2 separate regions of the Oryctolagus cuniculus genome follow, and region 1 is linked to region 2. Evidence: chromatin contacts called from public Hi-C data. All regions are on one chromosome and are shown on one strand. The core of a region is the stretch at or near the end of the contact, and the rest is flanking DNA. Distances in the headings are between cores, read along the strand shown. Region 1 holds the start of CORO1C (coronin 1C). Region 2 overlaps CORO1C (coronin 1C).

Region 1 (3,736 bases), core at 881-3,380, 54 kb after region 2:
AATGATCGTGAGAAATTCAGCATTGTGTGCAGTAATATTCACTGGCAAGTATATTAAAATCCACCAGGTTTTAATGTGTCTTCCACAAGTAATCAAAAACAAGCACGGACAAAGCACATTCCAGATCTGTCAGAAAAATCTGATTTTTATACCAAGTGTTGGTTCAATCTTCAGGACACATAACCATCACCTACCACAAAACATTTCACTTTGAGGCCGAAGATACAATACAATTCCCTATTTCCAAACTGTCAGGTGCAATGCTGACTATTAAGACTTCACACTCAAATATCATGACTTTGAAACAAACCCCAAACCAAAATATTAGTTTCCTTAAGTCAGCTTCTGAAATATATAGAATGAAATCCAAAACAGACTTTTGCCCATGTATTCGGTTTTATAGAGAATGCAAAAAGTAAATTAGTATTGAACAGATATCTATTTGTCTTCACCACTGAACAGACGGTACAAAGCAACTGCTCAGACTTAATCACGTTTCCGTCTACTCTCGCAGGCCCTGGGGTTGGGACAGAGTTCCGCCACATAAGGACAATGAGATGCATTATTATATAGAGTGAGTGAGAACCCCACCGTCTTGGAACGTAATTCCAGGCAAGAAGGCTGCGAGAAGAGGGCCCAATACCTTGGGCGAACTATTTCCTAAAGCACTATATATTCGCCGGCCGGGACCAGTTTCTAAACGCTGTCTTCTTTTTCAATGTCTTTTAAGAAGGAAAAAAGCCTTTGTGTCTTGCTCTCCTGGGGGAGGCTGAACAACTTGCAATTTGCTCCTCACTCTAAATCCCACGTTTGCAACATGTAGAGCAAGCACTTCAGGCACCACAAAACAAGGGCAGCCTACATTAAAGCCAAATATAGGATGTGATTCTAAACCACGATGCAGCGAGGTCTACGTTTCCTTTTCCAGAGCTCAAAACCCTTTGAACACTCCCAAAAAAGGACGGCAGGGCCAGCACCTCCCTGCCAGAGGAAGCCCCTTTCTTCTCGGCTCTCCCCGCAGCCTGCCACTTCCCCCAGCACGCCAGATCCTTGGAGAGACCCCGCGCCGGTGCGGGTGCGCCGGCGGGGACGGGCGGGAGGGCTCGGGTCGTCCACTGCCACCCGCAACATCTGACTTCGGCCTCAGTCGATTCGAGCCCCACCTGCACCCAGCGTCCCTCGCCAGCGGCTCCGCTGTGAGGGGCGCACATCTCTCAATCACCCAGCTCCCTCGGGCGCCCCAGGGGCCCCGACCCGGCCGGGTTCTTCCTCTCTCCACCCCACCCCCCACCCCCACCCGGCCGCCAGTCCCGGCGCGGCCACTTCCCAAGCCGCCCCCACCCACGTTGCTCCAGCGCTAGCCCTGCCCCGCCCTGCCTGGCCCCCAACCCAGACCTTTGGGGGCCCAAAGCCAAGCACCCCCCAGGCCAGCCGGCCGCCCTCGCCCCTCCCAGGCAGGGCCCAGCTCGCCCCGGCCCCACGTGAGCCCTGCCCCAGCCCACCCCCCACCCACCCACTCGCTCCCTAGGGCGGCCGAAACCCCGCCCCCGGGCCTGGCGCCCCGGGGCGCAGCGCCCTAGCCTCGGGGGCCTCTCCCCACCCAGCACCGCACCCAACCAGGCGGCCGGCCTCCGACCCCCAGAAACCTTTCTTGAGCAGCCGCGTCCCGTCGGTCCCCACTCGGCCCACGGCTCCTCAGCCGACCAGGAAAGCCCTCCCCACAGGGACCCCGCCTCACGCCCCCCAGGCCAACTGGTTCTGTCCCCAACTCCCCTCCCCCCAGACCCCGAGCCTCGGGCAGCACCCCCAGCCCCAAGGCTCCGCGCCCCGCGCGCCCACTCCAGCCCAATCCCCGCCACCGGGCCCTGCCCCTCGCCCCGCCGGCTCCTGTCAGCCGGCGCCGGCACATGCTGGGAGGACAGGTCCGCCCGCCCGGCTCGCTCCCGAGCGGCCCCGCCGAGCGCGCGCCGCTCACCAGGGCCGAGGTGCCTCAGGCGCCGCCGCCACCGCCGCCGAAGTCCCAGCTGCAAAGCCCGGCGAAGCCTCCAACCGCTGCCGCCTCCCGCCTGGCACTGAGCGCCGCGCGGGGGAGGGGCACGGGCAGCCGCCGCCGCCCCTGCCGCCGCGCTCCAGCCCCGCCTCCGCGCCGCGCCGGAGCCAACCAGGGCCGCGGGGCTGGGGCGCGCCACGCCCACTTCCGGAGGGGAAGCCCGCTTCCCACCCTCCGTTCCACGCCTCCGCCTCCCCGGCGCCCCCTCTGGTCGCGCTGAGCTGTGCAGGCGGGCCACGGAGGAAGGCGATGCCCAAGCTCACGCCCTGCTCTCCAGTTCTCTGAGTGGCTGCAGGGCCACGCCCACAGGCGCCTCCGAGCCACGCCCACTGCTCCTTAGAATCTGGAGCGGGGTTCTTAGAGCTCCGCCCACTGATTCCCCGGCTCCGCAAGGCCGGCTTCTCAAAGACGGTCCTAGAAACGCTAAAAAACTGGAACGTCAGTTCCTCCTAGCCCCGCCCACTGCCCGGCCAAGCCCTCGAACCCGCGTCCCGGCTCCCTAAGCCCCGCGGCCCTTTCATTGCCGCCCGACTTCCAGAAGCCCCGCCCACTGTCCCTCTGAGCGCTGGTCGCCCAGGCCACGCCCCGAATTCGCGAATTCCCGCCCCTGCCCCCTCGGGCGCGCCGCAGCCCTGCGCCCCCTGGCCATTGTCGCTCCCCGAGCGGGGCGGCCTCCGCGGGGCCGGGCAGCACCGCCGGAGCCTCCCGCTTACTGACCGAGCGCGTTCCGCAGACGAGGACAAATGGAGCCTCCGAGGCCGCTCCCTTCCTGCCCTGGCCAAAGTCCCTGCAATGGCTGGGCACCAGCGCTGCTGCTGCCCGGCTGCCTGACCCGGGCGCGGGCGCCCCAGCCCTGAACGTGGCAAGAGTCGCTCTGTTAAAAAAGCAGAGACCCCTTCTGCAAAGCCAGGCCCGGGGGCTGGGGTTCCTCTTCAGCATCAGCCTCGGAAAGGTAGATCAAGATCCGCTGGAACCAGCGCAGCTCTCCGGCAAATGACCCGTCCTCCCTAGGGCTCAGTTTCTGCGTCTGTGAAATGGGGACGACAGCAGCAGCCCCTCCCTCCCAGGGCTAGGCAGGTGCTGAGAACCGCGCCGGGCACCTTTGGCGCGGGATGCCAGGGGACGGGTCTCGTGTTGTCTCGGAGCAGCCCCTTCCTGGCCTGGCTTGCCACTCGCTTCCTTGCGGTGAGATAAAGGTGGCCAAGTGACGCTGGAGGCAGTTCGCTGTTGTGATGAGCCCTGGCTTTAATTAAACAAGGCAGGTGGTCACCGCGGGTTTAGAGTGGTTCTGGGAGGAGGAAGACACAAAAGCCTTGGCGATGGCCCGGCAGGCCGCTGAGTAAGCTGTTAGGTTCCGGACATTTGTTTGTGTGTCGCCTAAAGACCCATGTAGTGGGCGCTTCCCAGTCTTCTGTTTTTGTTTTTGTTTTTTCTTATTCTTATTTGTATGAAAAGCAGTGACGGGGGTGGGGGGGACCGTCCATCCACTTTCACTCCCCGAATGCCCACAACATCCAGGGCTGGGCTGGGGCAAAGCCAGAAGCCCACAAATGATTCCGGGGCTCCCACGTGGGTGGCAGGGGCCCAAGCACTTGAGCTGTCATCTGCTGTCTCCCTGGGTGCACTGGTTGTCATCTGCTGTCTCCCTGGGTGCACTAGCAGGGAGCTGGAATGGAAGGCAGAGCT
Region 2 (3,498 bases), core at 861-3,360:
TTTCCACTTGGAAAACGAAAATACATGTCACATACATTATTACACAGAGCAAATTTTACAAAAGGAAAATAGCTAAGCAGGATTTCACCAAAATAAAAGGCTTGTGATTTGAAGGACCTATTAAGAAAGTTAAGGAGCGGGCACTGTCACAGAATAGACGGGCTGGAATACCACATCCCGTGTCGGATCAAGTTCCGGCTATTCCTCCCAATCCGGCTCCCTACTGATGCATCCTGGAAGACAGCAGCTCTTGGCTTCAGTGTTTGGGCCTCCCACGTGGAGTCCTGGGTTCAGAACTGCAGCCTGGCCCAGTCTTAGCTGTTAGAGGCATCTGGGGAGTGAACCAATTGTTCTGCCTTTCAGACAGGTAACAACAAATAAAAACATTTTTAAGAAAGATTTATTTATTTGAAAAGAGTGAGAGACCTTCCATCTACTGGTTTATTTCCCAGACAGCTGGAAGACCCAGGCCAAAGCCGGAAGCCAGGAAGGAACTCCATCCTGATCTCCCACGTGGGTGGCAGGGACCGAGGCCAGCTGCTGCTGCCCTCCCAGGCACATTGGCAGGGAGCTGGTCAGAAGTACAACAGCCAGGGCTGGAGCCAGTGCTTCCATATGGGATTCCAGAGCTGCAGGCAGTGGCTTACCCTGCGCCACACTGCCAGCGCAGGTAAGAATGTTTTTTGAAAAAAGAAAGGGAAAACATGCAAAATGGGAGAAAATAAGCTGCAAGCCGTACACCTGATGAGGCACTTGTACTAGAACGTATGAAGAACTCTGACACCTCAGCAAGACAAACGACCCAGTTTAAACATGGCCAGCAGGGAGTGGGTGGGCAGTGGTCTAGTGGTTAGGACACCGCATCCTATACCTGAGCACTGAGTTCAAGTCCTAGCTCCACTCCTGATTCCAGCTCCCTGCTAATGCACACCCTGGGAGGCAGCAGGTGACGCCTCAAGTACTTGGGTCCCTGCCACTTCACTACGAGACCTGGATGGAGCCCCAGGCTCCCAGCTTCTGGCTAGCCCAGCCCTGGTCACTGTGGGCATTCAGGGCATGAACCAGAGATGGGAATTGTCTGTCTCTTGCTCTGTTTCTCAGCCTCTCAAATAAATTTAGGGGGAAAAGAAGGATTAATGGGCAAGGAATCTTACTAGACATTTCTAGAGAAAGATATACAAGTGGGGGAAGAAAAACCCATATGAAAGGATGCTTGACATTATTAGCCAAAAGGTGGAGGCAAAACCCAGCGAGGGCTGAGTGACACATCCATACGATGGAGTACTACAACCCCGAGACAACACGGGGAAGCCTGCAGAAAATGCTGAGTGAGAGAAGCCAGGCCCCAAAGACCACTCCTCTAGGATGCCATGTCTGAGACGTTCGGAACAGGAAATGACAGCGGGACAAGTGGTTGGCAGTTGCTTAGTGTTGAGGAGCAGGGGAGGCGGTGATAGACAGGAGGTGGGATTTCCTTCTGAGGTGACGAAAACATTGTACAAGGTGATGGCTGTCCACATCCAGGACTATCCCCAAAGTCACTGGAGCGTGCAGTTGACACGTGTGACCTCAGTGTGAGCTAAGGCTCAGCAGGCTGTGTTTTACAAATCTTCTTACAGGTGAAGACATGCGGGGGTGGGAAAGGCGTCAGCCCGGAAGGGGCAGGAGACTCTTCAACCACGGAGGACCAAGCGGATGAAAGGCTGAGACACAGAAACAGCCTCCCAGATAAAAGGAGCGATTCCTGGGGAGCCGGGTAGCACCAGGACTCTGTGGAAGACGGCCATACTGAACAATATTTATGTTTATGAAAAGGCTGAGTCTGAAATAACTGTCTCCTTTAATAGGAAGTTTAAAGTACATTTACCGTCACACGCAGATTTTAAGGAAGCAGTTCATGAGAGATTTAGAAACTGCCAGAGAAAAATCACATTTAGCAGTGGAACAAGTGAGAGAATTTTCCTTGTGGGGATTTTTTGAAGGAGACAAACAACTGCCTGTTTTCCATCCCTGGGCGGAAGGGAGAGACGTGGCTTACAGGGGTGTTGAAAGCTTAGCTCAGCTCTGCATCTCGTGCAAACGAGGACAGAGTCTGCCATCCCGAAGAGTGGGAAGAAGTCGTGAGCCGAGTGAGTCACTCCTTTTACAGCCAAATGCTGCCCAAGCTAAATATAACCTCTTATGCAAATCGTGGCAAAATAAGCCTGCCTTCTGGGGGTCTCAGCCTAGCTGCCACCGAATTTCCCACGAACACACCAGGCCCCTACCCATCCCTCGGCACATGCGCAAGGTGGGAAACCTCCCCCTGTGCAGCCAGCCTTCCCCCTGCCAGGGACATGGCCACTGCTTCCCCCAGAAGTGTAAGCTTGCTTTCACCCTGCTATGCATTCTTTTTATTCAAGGGTTTACAATTAGTAAAACATCTCCAAATTGAACTTGGCTATTGTAATTTAAAGCAGGTTTGAAATCTTACACAGAACAAAACAGAAAGCAATGGCTACTGATTTGAGCAGAATGAAGCTGACAGAGAAACAATTATGAAATGGGGTCTTAGCCATTCAAGAGGAAATGCATTTTGTAGGATGAAGTCTGACCTATGCATAGAACGGAAAGAAAAGCAATACCACCCACCGCCTTCAGGTGGCAGCCTAACCACACACTGCTGGGTTTTCTCCCAAGGACCGAAAACTGCCTACCTCAGACCAGGACTGAACGTGCATTTCTAGACCCCTGCAGAGGTATGAAGGCACGGGAGGCTTTGCTTATAATCAGCATTCCAACTTTAAATACCAGGGCAGAAGCAGAGCTTCTCCATCCACCTTTTTCTTGGACTGAAACGAAATTTTAATGGAGTAAAACATTCATTGTATAACTTTTTTTTAATGTTTTTTTTTTTTTTTTTTTTTTTTTTTTTGACAGGCAGAGTGGATAGTGAGAGAGAGAGAGACAGAGAGAAAGGTCTTCCTTTGCCGTTGGTTCACCCTCCAATGGCCACCGCGGCCAGCACGCTGCGGCCGGCGCTCCACGCTGATCCGATGACAGGAGCCAGGTGCTTCTCCTGGTCTCCCATGGGGTGCAGGGCCCAAGCACTTGGGCCATCCTCCACTGCACTCCCGGGCCACAGCAGAGAGCTGCCCTGGAAGAGGGGCAACCAGGACAGAATCCGGCGCCCCGACCAGGACTAGAACCCGGTGTGCCGGCGCGGCAAGGTGGAGGATTAGCCTAGTGAGCCACGGCACCGGCCTCATTGTATCACCTTTAAGATGAGGAAACTCTCTTCCTTTCTCACCTAACTTCTGGTGGCTCTAAGGATCCCCTCATTTGGGTGTATGCATTGGACACGAGCACCTCAGCGCGTCACTCTTAGCCACACACTCACGACTGAATGCCAGCACAAGAGCAGCCTCGTACGGTGGGACACGGGCCCTGCTCACAGCAAACACAGGGCTTCTGTTAGACTGAAGATCAAAGAGAGAAATATACATGTGATGCAGAGGG

The links. Hi-C and Micro-C count contacts between places; a contact is called where the count stands out from the background.
Region 1: a contact with region 2 is called in a Hi-C map of skin fibroblasts, with 4 times the contacts expected there. The contact joins the promoter of CORO1C here to the enhancer-like site in region 2. A contact is called at or near these places in 2 of 6 Hi-C or Micro-C datasets (embryonic fibroblasts and skin fibroblasts).

Annotation. Positions count from the first base shown.
Region 1 is chr21:17,897,161-17,900,896 of mOryCun1.1, forward strand. CORO1C (coronin 1C) reads right to left here and starts at 2,131. Exons shown (of 11, transcript XM_051835883.2): 1 at 1,976-2,131.
Region 2 is chr21:17,843,146-17,846,643 of mOryCun1.1, forward strand. All of the region lies in intron 3 of CORO1C (coronin 1C), which reads right to left. Among named protein-coding and RNA genes, the nearest start is that of SELPLG, 28 kb to the left of the region's middle. Within about 2 kb of position 2,111, at least 3 of the 8 cell types and tissues checked have an H3K27ac peak or open chromatin away from gene starts, as enhancers often do.